Regions from separate parts of the Mus musculus genome. Here region 2 is linked to region 1. Evidence: chromatin contacts called from public HiChIP or PLAC-seq data. All regions are on one chromosome and are shown on one strand. Each heading gives the region's core, a stretch centred on a gene start, on an enhancer-like site or on the middle of the called end of the contact. The rest is flanking DNA. Distances are from core to core; before and after follow the strand shown.

Region 1 (6,756 bases), core at 2,201-4,700:
ACATAAAGGGCTCTTTGTTCCTTTCAGATTGTTCACCGTCCTTAGAGAACTCACATTAGACAGTTCTTGCATGACTCACTTTAATACAGAGCTGTGTGAGAACTGAGATGGATTTTGTAATGGTGAAAGTGTGAGGGCCAAGTGTTAAAGGAATCATTGTTAGACGGGATGGGAATGTCCCTTAGGTGTTGAAAATAAACAGGCTCGGTGCACAATGACACAAAAATAGTGGTGATGGAACCATAGCAAATCAGGAAAGAACTGGCTTCTTAAGCAAGGTAGAACAATCCTTTGGTCTTCTCCAGCTGCATCCTTTCTGACAATGAATGATATTTTCCCAGAACTCTTACCTTCTCCAGTTGGCTACAGACTAACTAAAGTAGGCACATTCCAAGTTCAACAAGACATTCTGCCTCTGTAAGATAAGGTAGAGAGTAATCCAAGAAGACATCTGATGACTGCCTCTGTCACCTACACACACACATACACACACAACCAGAGACACAGACACAGGCACACACACAAAATAAAGCAGGAAGGCCATTTCCTGAACACAAGATTTGTGTGAATTATGCAGAAATAAGGTGCATCCAAAAGCAGCCCTCATAGGAGAATCACCCAAATTAACTGCTTATTAAAATTACAGGCCACAGAATATTACAACCAAGTAATATTCTAGTATAAAATGAGTAAATATTATGTAGGGTTATGTCAACATGCTGAAGTTTGTGGGTCACTTAATAAAATACCTGTCCCTAACATCTACTGTTTGATCCCTGACAAACGCTGCAGGATAGGTCATGGACTTGTAAGGATTCAATAAAGTATGCAAAATGCATGGCATAACGTATTGTTTCAGTGTTCATAGCTAATAAATAAAAACTGTAATGTTAATAAGAAGTGCCCAGAGAAAAGGACCAATCACAGGCCTTGGACGAATGGTGTGAACATAGTGAATGAGAGAGATAGCTCACATCCTGGTTGGATGTGGGCCATAAGGCCCATCAGGGATCACAGGGGCCCAGTTCTGGAATCTTGCTAGGTTAGGAGAGAGTATTCTACTGCCTCAAATTTTTATCTCACCATGCAGCAACTGTTGGGTACTTTGGGACTTCACTCTAGTTTCAGCTTTCTACTAATCGCCATCAAGGAACCGAGTCCTATGGAGAAGGGTTAAGTAACACCGGGCTCCAAATGATTGTCTGTGGTGCCTCACACTGTCTCTTCCCTTGAAGCCCACACTTCCAACTGTGTCTGCCTGTTGCCCCCACAGTGCTCCAAGGATGAAAACCAACTCTACTGTGTAAAGATAGGGTCATCGATGCGTGAGAAAACAGTAAACATCTGTACGCTGGGAGCGGTGAGGTGTGCAAACATAAAGGTGGAAATACTGAACCCTGGGAGGTGCCCAGATTAGCGTGCCTAGTGATAAGTGAATTTACTATTCAAAAACAATGCACAAGAAGTGAGGAAACTGGATGGGAATGCAGTATAATGATACATATGTTCAGGGATGTCATAATAAAAAACTATTACTTTGTATAATCTAAAAAAATTTGTAAGTCATTATACGTAGAGTAAACTGGCATAGTCATAAATTGCTGGGCAAAATTCTCTTGTGTCGTTCGTTGTCATACTGTTACTCTTCCACCCCCTCTGCCGTTTGATCATCCCCTATCTAATGCCAGCATCTGTTGTCCTGTGTCACATTTCTGAGTCAAAATGCCTTTATCAATTGAGCAAACTGTCTCACATTGCACAAAGTACATAGAGACATCAGAGGACCTTTGAAGCCAGTGAGAAACACTATTGTCACAATTAAAAGTAATAAAAATCCATAGCATTTTTTCAACAGAACAGACAGAAAGCCAGAGAGTCCATAATAAACGTCACAAATACCCAACTTTCGTGTATTCATTTCACAAACCACTTCTCAGTTTGCACAGTGTAGCAGGGACTGATCCGGGTCCTAGGAGGTACTGCTGGCAACCACCGCATTCTTTTAAGAATGCCTAGTTTTGAGATGAATCACACACAACACAGCTGACCCTGATCTTATAGTTGATGTCAAAACCTTAGGGTCTTCCTTCTCCTTCCTCACCCTACACAGGGATGTGTAGACGCTGCTTCTGTAAGTCTCCAATGCAGGGGAGTGGGGGGTGGACACCCACTTCAGGCCACGAGCCACAGCCACCTGGTAGAAATCTTCCTGCATTTTGCATATTAAATGCAGCCCTTCCTCCTCTCGTTAATCCTAAATCCTTGACAACATCATAAAGATCTTGTAATACAAAATGAGAAAAAAATGAGCAGGAAAGGCCCTGAGAAAACATATTTTCCTAGTGTAATTAGAGTTGAGTTGGCATCTCCTCTAGGATTCACTGGTCCATCATCCTCCCACGCAAGCCACCCATGGACTTCTGGCACTGAGAGTAGAGAAAGCTTGTATGCCTCCTACCCTCAGGCTTCCTGAGACAATTCAAGAATAAGATCTGTTAAATAGGACCACATCCCAAAGTAAGAGTCAAGAAGCTTTCTCCAAAGCTGACTTGGCTGCTCTCCCCTACAAAACAGATCTCAGAGAGGAAAGGAACCCCATGGGGGAGGGGAGATGGTCCCCCAGGAATCTACATACAACATTCATAGTGGTCATTTAATCCCTTCCTCTGAAAGAAAGGTGAAATTTCAAGACCTGTAAGTCATATAAAGTACTCAGAAATTGCTGGTTGTTTGTGAGCCTAGAGGCTGCCTGGGGCTGAGAAAAAAAGAAAAACAAACCGGGGCATGCCCCATAGTTAAAACATTCCTGGGAACAGCTTGACCATAGAGATAAAGAGGAATGTGAAGACATAACAGGGCTATCTGAACTGAGTCAATAGCTCACAAAACTCTGACATCCTGCACGTACATGTAATTTTTCTGCTGATGTTTGAATAAGCCAATAGTGTGTCACTATGCTGAATTCCACACCCCTAAACCCCTTACCCCATAAAAACCCCTAGCTTTCGAGCCTCGGGGTGGAATCCACTGTCTCCTGCATGAGATATGTTTCCACCTGGAGCTCTGCCATTAAACTGCCTCCTGTGTTTACAGCAAGAAAGGATTCTCGTGTTTCTTTTTGTGCTCTCTCTCTCCCGAGACTAGAGTGGGGGTCCCCAAAAGGGGGTCTTACACCTCTCTTCTGGGTGAAAAAAAAGGAAGATACTAAAAAAAATCTCTTCCCCACCTCCAAGCCACTACCAAAGCCACCAAAGGAGTCATTTGTGAGGCAGGGGCCACCTACAGTTAAGAGTAAGCAGGTACTGCAAGAAACCACTGAACACAGCCATTCTCTGTGGAGAGAAAGATCAGTTTTCATAAAAAGAAAGTGACTGGCTGCCTTGGACAGTAGAGAACAGAAGCCAGCTGCAATCACTTGTGGTGTTACACCGGGACCTGTGGTGAGGAGCAGCTGCTCAGAGAGTGGAAGTGCTACAGCTGTGGTCAGAAGTGTTTCAAAGTTAGCTGGAAGCTGTGGTCAGGAGCATTCAGCTAAACCAGCAAAGGCTTCTGAAAAAGACTTTCTGTTTCTGTTTCCTTGGAAAAACCGCGCTCCATTGGGGTCGACTTAGAGTCATCCTCATCAACACTGCTGCTTTGGAGGCCACTTCTCTACGACCTAAGAGTAAGGGCCTGGCATGTGCTGTGGAATGTCAGCTCTGCTGTTGGTGGTGGGGTTTCTAAGAGGGTCCTGAAAATACTGATCCATGTCAACGCATTTCCCCCTTCCTTCCGCGAGCTCAGAGCACTTCCTGTTTAGTATTGAAAGCAAGATGCTTTCAAGAATGGCTGGGCATGAGGAATCCTTCCTCTTCTGGCTTCCAGTAATTGCCAGCAGTCCTTGATATTCTTTGGTTTGGGGATGCATGGTTTCTATCATAACCCTGACCAACTCTTCTTTTTGCAAATGCCTAGATCCAACTCACCCTCTTCTGGGACTCCTTCGGGCACCTATATTCACGTGTACAAACTTGCACAGAGACACACATGTATACGGATCATTAAAAATAAGGACAAACCTTTTAAAAGTATTTCCTATTTGTTGTCCGTAGTATAATCAAAGATCGGGCCAGCAATAATTATTATTTTGATTAAAAATGACTCACACGTACTTTAAAGTATTTCTCTTTTCCTTGTAACTTTTTCCTTTCAGTGAGGACAAGTTGATCCTTTAGCTCTTTGGTTACTTTGTCTCCAAGAACTTTTTAGTGCTCTAACCCATTAAAGTCTGCATTAAGCTAATTTGCATACCATTTATCAGTTGAATTCTTCACACTCTGATATTAATATTAATATGGCAATTTAGTACAATAGGTGTTAAGAGCTACTAATAAAATTATCACCAGGAAGCAGAGAGCAGCAGCCGAGCATATTAAATACCTGGAATTTAGATTGGGAGTCTCCGGCTCTGTCCTAAAAGATTAAATAAATTCTAGGTCAAAGGTAAGAAGTTTCTCCTCTGAGGCTAATGAAGATGAGTGCTAAGCATCTGTGTGTGTTGCCTGGGTGGCTGAAAATTAGATCGGTTCTTTTTAAATATAGATTTTGAGTCTGTTGACTGTAATATGCTGACAAAATAAGTGACCTCCCCGACTGTTAAATTTTGTTAGGATCAGAGTCACTGAAGGCACATGATCTCAAATTTCAAGTACTCTAGTGGCATGGTGTTTCAGCCTGACAAAGGGTTGCTTTTTCAATCTTCAGTAAATATGACATTTTAGGTAGGTTTTTTTTTTCCTTCCCTTTCTACAAAGGACTTCTGCAACGCTCAAATCTGCTTAGCTTTGAAAGTTGAAATTCTCTGTTGTTCCCAAGAGATCGTCCACAAGGTAACACCTCTTCCATATCCTTATCTGAATGCTACTCCTCCATGAGAAGCTGTCAGATTGTGATGATTCTAGCTCTTGGATGCCAAACTGCCCTGACGCTTGATTAATTGGATTCCAAATGGCTGGTTTCCTCTAAGGTCACCTTTGTTCTTTTGGAATATACTGTAAGCATCCGACTTCTAACCAAACAAATGGCCTGCAAGATCAGAGTTGTCCCCAGTCTGTTTATGCATGTGAGTCAGGTCGATGCATCCCTATTTGTCTTCTTGACAAGTTCTGGCTGCAACAGCCTTAGCTCCACATGTCCACTGTCAGATAGTGAAGGTAGATGTCACCAATCAAGGGGCTCCAGGGGACAGATGGTATGCAGAAAGTCATTCAGAGATTTATATAGAAGGATGTTTATCACAACATTATTTATAATAGCAAACAATGACAGATCTTAAATATCCAATAATAAATTATGGTCACAGCAGATGATAGCACAGTATGAGGTCACTGATATCTTTTTTTTAAAGCTTTAAGGAACACTTTTAATAAAAACTTAAAACCATACTGTGAAATTTCTCCATGTATATAAATGACTTTTATGTAGTCACTGTGGTGCATACCTGTAACCACGTCACTTGGGAGATAGAGGCAAGAGGGTTGGAGGTTCAAGATCAGCTTCAGTTATATAGTAAGACCTTTCCTCAAACAAACCAAAAATGATTTAAATGAAATAAAATCATGCCTAAAAGAATAATGACTGAGAAAATAAGTATTGTTAAAAGATAAGAGTAAGGGTTTTGTTTGTTTGTTTGTTTGTTTTGGTCTCTTTGCTTGTGTAATCTAGATTTTATCCAAATGGCATGCATTTTTTAACTAGATATGAAAATTCATTTTTGCCTTCTTTGTGAGAACAGATAGTTAATTCTGCTGTGTACATAGGCTGACAGCGTGGATGACAAAGGCCTCCCTGGTCTGGATTTACTCATGTGAGGCATGTTTGGCCATTTTTAGCTAAATTTGTGAGCCTCTCTTGTATCATTCATTGTTTCCATATAAATCCTAAATTCCTTCAAAGTCACAAGAGTTAAGTTTGTAATCATGCACATAACAAAGATGAGCTTGGTGGTTAATATAGAGGTTCTGAGGATATACTTAAACCAGCATTGTACATAGTTGGAAGCAGTGAGTGACTATTAAATGTTATATACACAAATAATGTCATAAAGAAATTTTAAGAGCCGGGCATGGTGGCACACAATTTTAATCCCAGCACTTGGGAGGCAGAGGCAGCCAGATTTCTGAGTTCGAGGCCAGCCTGGACTACAGAGTGAGTTCCAGGACAGCCAGGGCGATACAGAGAAACCCTTTCTCAAAAAAAAAAAAAAAGAAAAAAAAAAAAGAAAAAATAATAAATTTAAAAAATGTTATACTAAACAGTTGAATTTAAAAATCAAGCCTAGACTCAAGAAGGTAGACACCAACAACTCAAATAACCCAATTAAAACCCGGCTATAACAGATGTAAAATGTGTTTTAAATACTCTCACTATGTCATGTGGTATCATATAAGGGCTTTTGAATATATTTCTTAATGATTCATTTTTAATATTTTATGCTCTTTTATTATGCTTAGCTCCCTAAGCATATTCTGTATGTTTTGGAACAATTTAGTATTTGACATTAGATATAGGATCCTCAGCTATGAAATGACACTTTTAGGATATGAAAATATAAGTTGAACAAATTTTTTATGTATTATTTGATTCTCAAAATAATATTATTAATATGTTTGATGTATAAAATGCATTTAAATAATAAACATATTTAAAAAAAAAACAGGTATAAAGCTAAACAGAAATCTCAACAGGATTCTTAAAGAAATGCTCAGAGTCCTTAGT
Region 2 (6,756 bases), core at 1,179-3,678, 290 kb after region 1:
AGGTACAGAAGCCACGCTAAGCACAAGCAAGCAAGTATGTATGCATTTTGTCTCTGCTCTTGACTGTAGAAATGATGTAAGGAGCGGTCTCAAGCCTCTGCCACTGACTGCTCCAACAGTGATGAATGTAACCTATAATTATAAACTAAAAATAAACCCACAAACACTTTGTGTTTGTCGGAATACAGAGACTAGAAAGGAAACTAGAACAAGACCTGTCCGACACTAAGGATCTTGAGCACACACTGTTTTAACCTAAGCCCCTACCTTTCTATCATCCCTTAAAATCATCTTGAGCCATCTTTTAGATTACTTTAAAAAAAAAAAAAAAGAGCTACAACTCCCTCTAGTGATCATTTCCTGAATTGCCAAACAATACAGTAGAATAGGTCCCTGCCCCATGTCATGAGTTATCTTTTGTAACATGTCATTTTTTAAAGATTTATTTATGTATTTTATGTGAGTACACTGTTACCGTCCTCAGACACACCAGAATAGAGCATCAGATCCCATTACAGATGGTTGTGAGCCACCATGTGATTGCTGGGAATTCAACTCAGGACCTCTAGAAGAACAGTCAGTCTCTTATCCACTGAGCCATCTTTCCAGCCCAACATGTCATGTTTTTTAAGATGTTATAAATTTTTACTAGTTCTTACTAATCAATTGAACCACAATGAATTGTATTCATTGTGGCATTCTTTCTGTCTCTGTCTGCCTGTCTGTCTCTCTCTCTCTTACAAACACACTCTTCCCACTCTCCACCAGCTAGTCCGTCTATTCCCAAAAGAGATGCTCTCTCCTACTTTCTTTCTTTTCTTTTCTTTTTTTTTCTTTTTTTCTTTTTTTTTTTTTTTTTTTTTTTTTTGGTTTTTTTTTCGAGACAGGGTTTCTCTGTGTAGTCCTGGCTGTCCTGGAACTCACTCTGTAGATCAGACTGGCCTGGAACTCAGAAATCCACCTGTCTCTGCCTTCTGAGTGCTGGGGTTAAAGGCGTGCACCACCACTGCCCGGCTCGCTCTCCTACTTTCTTGTCATACATATTTAGTATGCATATATAGAAATGTAGGTTCTACATATGACATTTGAAAAGGAGACCAAGCAAAAGATATTATTATGTTACAAAGGACAGAATGCAGGTAAAAGGGCATACGTCATGAAAGAAGATATAAAGCTATTTTTTATTTTTAAAAAAATTCATACAATTTTTTTCTGAGAGGGATTAGGATAGAAAAAAGTATAGTCAATATTTATTATAGAAGAAAAACCTACTTTTCCTCCACTCCCAGTTTGAACTCCATCATCATTCCTTCCTCCTCTTTTTATGGGGATAAGTAAATAAAAATGTAACTAAAAGTCAAAAAGTCGAAGACTAAAACCCTGAGAGAAGATCCATGGTTCATGGTCATTCTAACTGTTTAGCTGGATAAAGTTTGGGACTGGACAAATTTTTAGAATAAACAGATTTTTTAAGAAAGAAAAATAACCATATTTTATAAAGCATCAATTTCAAGACCTTTATCACTTATCAAATGGAGAAGCTACACTTCTAGAAACTACTGTTCCTATCACAGACAAGGAGCTACTGATCTTCCAACTGGTTCATTTAAAATGGTTTTCCCTGTACCTTCAGCGTGGCTATCCAAAGGTCTCTGGGGATGTAAACATCTCCAAATTTACTCACACAAACAGGAAAACCCTAGATGGTGCCATTATCAACAATGGGCTCTTTTCAAATCCCCGCCAAAGCAACAGGCACCAGACGGTAGCTGAAAACGCTGGAACAGTGTGATCAGCCATTGCCAAGCTCCTGGATCAGAGAGATCCACTGCTCCCTGCCTTGGAAACGACACACATTCTGTTTCACATTTCAGTAAAACTCGTCTCAGGAAGTCAGATCCAAACAACCAGAAACAATTCTCTTTCTCTTCTAGAAAACCTGCTTCCTCCCCCTTTGCTTCAAACTTTAAAAGCTCCACTTACCGTGCTTGAAGCCCACTGTGGACGCTGACTCTGGAAAGGCATTAGACAAACACCGGAGGAAACGCCGACAGCTGTCCTCTCCTTTTTTCTGTATCAAAATTAACAGCTTCCGACTTTTCTTCAGGGGATCTGTGATTTCCTCCAGAGTCTCATACTCCTTCTCAGAAATCAGGCTCCGAGAGGTTAACGTGTCCAAGATAGAGTCCGGATCTTGTTGGAGGACACTGAGCAACTTCGTACGTTTTTTTTCTATGAGTTCTGAGGAAGCACCCTCTGTAGCCATTGCTTCCTACAAACCAGGAAATGGATCAAGTCATTCTGGCAGGTAAAGAAATCTATGTTAACAAAGAAAGGCAGAAATCCTACTTAGCAAAGATAAAACGCGTCAAAAATACCTGTTGTTGGAGAGGGCAAAGAGGACAACAGAGAGTACAAACACAGGAAGTCAGCCCGGAGCACTCTCGGTCTGTGGTTCTGTGGTTTCCTGTTGCTGATCTTTTATCTGTGTTTTCTCTGTCTCTCTGTCTCTCTGTCTCTGTCTCTGTCTCTGTCTCTCTGTCTCTGTCTCTCTCTGTGTCTGTCTGTCTCTCTCTCTCTCTCTCTCTCTCTCTCTCTCTCTCTCTCTCTCTCTCTGTGTGTGTGTGTGTGTGTGTGTGTGTGTACACTTGCTGAGGTTGGAATCCAAGGTCTCATGTGGTTCTGCTACTGATCTGTACCCGGAACCTTACTCTCTGCTCTTTTTGATGGCTAGACTAAATTTCACTAATACTGGGCAGTGGGGAACATGCCACAAAGGGTGGCCCACACCTCTGATGCCAGCATTCAGAAGGCAGAGGCAGGAAAATAATAATCGTTGCAGTTTAGTGGCTGGCTAGTCTACACAGTGTGTTCTAGGCCACCCAGGACCACATAGTTAGACCCTCTCTCAATAAAACAAAACGAGATGAAGTGAACCCGGGACCTCCTCCAGGATGTTTCGTTTGAACATTGAATTGGGCTAGGTATCCCTGCTCTGGGCCCTAAACTGTGATGTTATAAATGCAAATCGACTGATTTGTGGAGAGTAATCTTCAAAATGCAGGTAAAAAATAGATCAAAATTGTAAATGTATAACCCTTCCCTCTAGCAATCCCACCTCTAGAAATGTAGGAGCTGGAGAAATGGCTTAGCAGTAAGAACACTTTTTGCTCTTACAGAAGACCTGGGTTCATTTGCCAGCACTCTCAAGGTGGTGCTTCATAACCATCCATAAATCCAGTTCCAGCCAGGCGGTGGTGGCACACGCCTTTAATCCCAGCACTCAGGAGGCAGAGGCAAGCAGATTTCTGAGTTCAAGGCCAGCCTGGTCTACAGAGTGAGTACCAGGACAGCCAGGGCTACACAGAGAAACCCTGCCTCAAAACACACTATATATATATACACACACACACATATATACACATATACATATATATATACACATATACATATATATATATATGTGTGTATATATATAAAATAAATATAGTTCCAAGAGCTCCAACTTCCTTTCTGACCTCCATGGGTACCAGGCACACACATGGTACACATCTATACACACAAGCAAAAAAAAAAAAAAACACATATAAGAATCTTTACAGAAAATATTATTAAATGCATGCCAAAAATATACATAGGAAATATCTATTCCAACTGGATAATAGCAGAAAAGCAAAAATATCCTAAATTTCCATAAATCAGAGGTCTGTGAAATAAATGATAGCAGGAAAATACCAAGGAACTATTAAACTGGTAAAAAGATTTTACTAATTTGTGACACATCATGCGGGTGATCGGAAGTGAACCCTAGTTCCCTGGGAGAGTAGCCAGTGTTCCTAGCCATCTCTCCAGCTTCCTGCTAGGCTGTTTTAAAGGATAAAGTAGAACCTAATAGTGATGATAAGCACATTATATTATTTTGGAGAATAGCAAGTTACCGATCCCATTTAAAAAAAAAAAAAAACTGGGCAAGATAATACACACCTTTAAGCCCAGCTCTGGGAGGCAAAGGCAGGTGGTTCAAGGCCAGCCTGGTCTACATAGAGAACTCCAGACCATCCAGGGCTATATAGTATGATATATATATATATATATATATAGCGTCATCTCAAAATTAGACAAACAAACAAACAACAAAAGCAAAGCAGTATGTAAGCTACGTGTGGTGGTGTACGCCTTTAACCTCTGGGGAGGCAGAAGCAGATCTCTGTGAATTGGAGTCTGCTCTCCATAGCAAGTTTCAGACCAGCTAGAGCAGCACAGTGAGACCCTGTCTCAGAAAAGCAAAGCAAGCAAAACCAGTATGTGTACAGCATATGCCTGTTGCACATACAGCAGACATTTTTGTAAGAAGATAATTAAGAGAGACAGCCCAGGTTTTAATACTGGCTACTCCTGAGCATTGGATTATGAATGGATTTATAGTTTGTACACTAATACATTCTACATTTGAGAAGGCTCAACAGTTAAGAGCACTTGCTGTTCCGCGGAGGACCTTGGTTTGATTCCCAGCACCTTCGTAATGGCTCACACAGAGCAGGAAGTCCACTGCCAGGAAATCCAATGCCCTCTGCTGAGCTCTCTGGGCACCATGTGGTATACATACATACATGGCGGCAAAACACTCATGCACATTAAATAATTTTTTAACTCAGATTAATTTTTTTGAGACAGGATCTTTCTCACATAGCCCTGCTGTCTAGGAACTCATTATGTAGACCAGATTAGCCTGGAACTTACAAAGACTCATTTGCCTCTGTCTTCCAAGTTTCTGAAATTAAAGGTGTGTGCCACAACACACAGCAAAAATTTTAAGTGTTTTTATTAGCAGACATTTTCTCATTTTTATTAAAATTATATGGTTGGTCTTCAAGAACCTGAAAACAACCTAAATATCAGTATGGAAATAGATAACCTGTGGAATTTCATGAATACTATTTTTTTTAAGATTTATTTTTATTAGAGCCAGGAAGTGGCGCCTGCCTTTAATCCCAGAACTTGGGATGCAGAGGCAGAGAAATCTCTGAGTTGGAGGCCAGCATGGGATATGGAGTGAGTTCCAGGCCAGCTGTGAATTCCAGAAAATCTGTCTCAAGAAACAAAAATAGAATTAAACAAACAAACAAACAAAAAGGATCTATTTTTATTTACCTGTCATATGTGTGCAGGTACATCCAAGGCCAGAAGGCATTAGATCAATGGAGTTTCAGGAAGTTATAAGTTGCCTAATGTGGGTGTTGGGAATCAAACTTGAATCCTCTGGAAGAGCGGCACGTGAACTTAATTGCTGAGCTATCTCTCCACCCTTTTTATTTAATATATTATATAGCATTCATCAGGGAAAAAATTCAATACCCTACAATATCGAAAAATCATTAAAGAGTATCTAGGAAAAACTAAAGGTCCCAAAGGGTCACACTCAGCATAAAATCCTTTTAAAAAATTAAAATTGAATATATATACATATATATATGTATGTGTGTGTGTATATACATATATATATATCACACATTCACACACACACCTAGGAATACTCATGAAGTCATTAAGATATTATTGGCTGGGCAAAGTAGGCAATGTACAGAGGAGTCTAGGACAGAAGGATTACTTGAGTCTAACAATTGCAGGCCAGCTGGCCCACTTCAGAAAACCCACCACTAGCCAGGCTTGGTGGCCCACACCTTTAATCCCAGCACTTGGGAGGCAAAGGAAGGCTGATTACTGTGTATTGAAGGGTTACCCTAGTCTACATAGCAACTTCCTAACGAATGAGGGCTAGAGAGATCCCGTGTCAAACCCTCACAGGGGAAAAAAACAACACACAAACATACCCAAAGAAATAATGAATATAAAGTTCAGAATTTTATTTATTCAAGTGGGAGAAAGATGGGACATGTACAAAATGAGAAGGGTAGTGGAGCCTATGTTGTCCTCTTGGGCCAGGTTACTGTTATTAGAAAGAAAGACTATGTAAATAAAGGCAGGCCATGTACGGAGCAATGCTAAGTATGCATTTGCAATTAAAGACATTACTTCTCTGACTATGGCACCTGAGATGGAATAAGAAATTTGAAAATCCTTCCCTAAGATTTATTTTTAGGTGCAAAGTCTTTTTTTTTTTTTTTCCTCAAAGAGCTTTTTCATTTTCTAAAGTTTTATTTGGTTGGCGATTTATAATTTCATGTTCTATGTACTGCAGATCCATGATGATGTGTGGTATATGAATGCGCAGTGTAGGCAGACTGAATCAAGGTAATTAGCATCCCCACGCCTTGCTTCTTTACGTATTTCTCTTGTCTCGCAGCAAGGCCAGGTCCTCTAACTGCTCCCCGGTTTCTGATGCTCACAAGCTTAGGAAAGAGGTTTGGCTGCTTTCTGTCTTAGGCTGTTTCATTGCTGTGAAGAGACCCCATGGCCACAGCGACTCTTACATAAGAAAGCATTTAATTGGGACTTGCGGCTTCTGAAGATTAGTCTATTGTCAGCATGGAGGGGAGCATGGCGGCATGCAGGCTGCTAAAGTAACTGAGAGTTCTAGAGCCAGATCTGTAAGTAGCAAGAGAGACACTAGGGTCTACCTTGGGTTTTTGAAGCCCCAAAGCTCCCAAACCCCCAGTGACATACTTCTTCCATCAAAGGCCACACCTCCCAACCCCTCTTAAGAGGTGTCCCTCCCTGAAGACCAAGCATTCAGATATGATGATGAGGCCCTCTTACTGAGACAACACTGACTCTTGCTATCAAACACAGAGAAGT

The links. HiChIP or PLAC-seq counts read pairs in DNA pulled down with a chosen protein or histone mark.
Region 2: an H3K4me3 HiChIP or PLAC-seq map of bone marrow-derived macrophages shows a contact between it and region 1, with 2.7 times the contacts expected there. The contact joins the promoter of Card6 here to the enhancer-like site in region 1. A contact is called at or near these places in 2 of 39 promoter capture datasets (the C10 cell line and pre-B cells), 1 of 15 datasets of contacts at CTCF or cohesin (CD8 T cells), 7 of 484 Hi-C or Micro-C datasets (the G1E-ER4 cell line, LSK cells, Th1 cells and 4 more) and 2 of 115 datasets of contacts at active chromatin or transcription factors (CD8 T cells and bone marrow-derived macrophages).

What each region holds. Positions count from the first base shown.
Region 1 is chr15:4,813,486-4,820,241 of GRCm38.p6, forward strand. No RefSeq gene overlaps it. Among named protein-coding and RNA genes, the nearest start is that of Mroh2b, 82 kb to the right of the region's middle. Within about 2 kb of position 3,451, at least 89 of the 459 cell types and tissues checked have an H3K27ac peak or open chromatin away from gene starts, as enhancers often do. A contact at or near this core is called in CD8 T cells, LSK cells, Th1 cells and 3 more, where this site is marked.
Region 2 is chr15:5,106,105-5,112,860 of GRCm38.p6, forward strand. Card6 (caspase recruitment domain family, member 6) reads right to left here and starts at 2,429. Exons shown (of 4, transcript NM_001163138.1): 1 at 2,379-2,429; 2 at 1,984-2,272. The coding sequence starts at 2,266.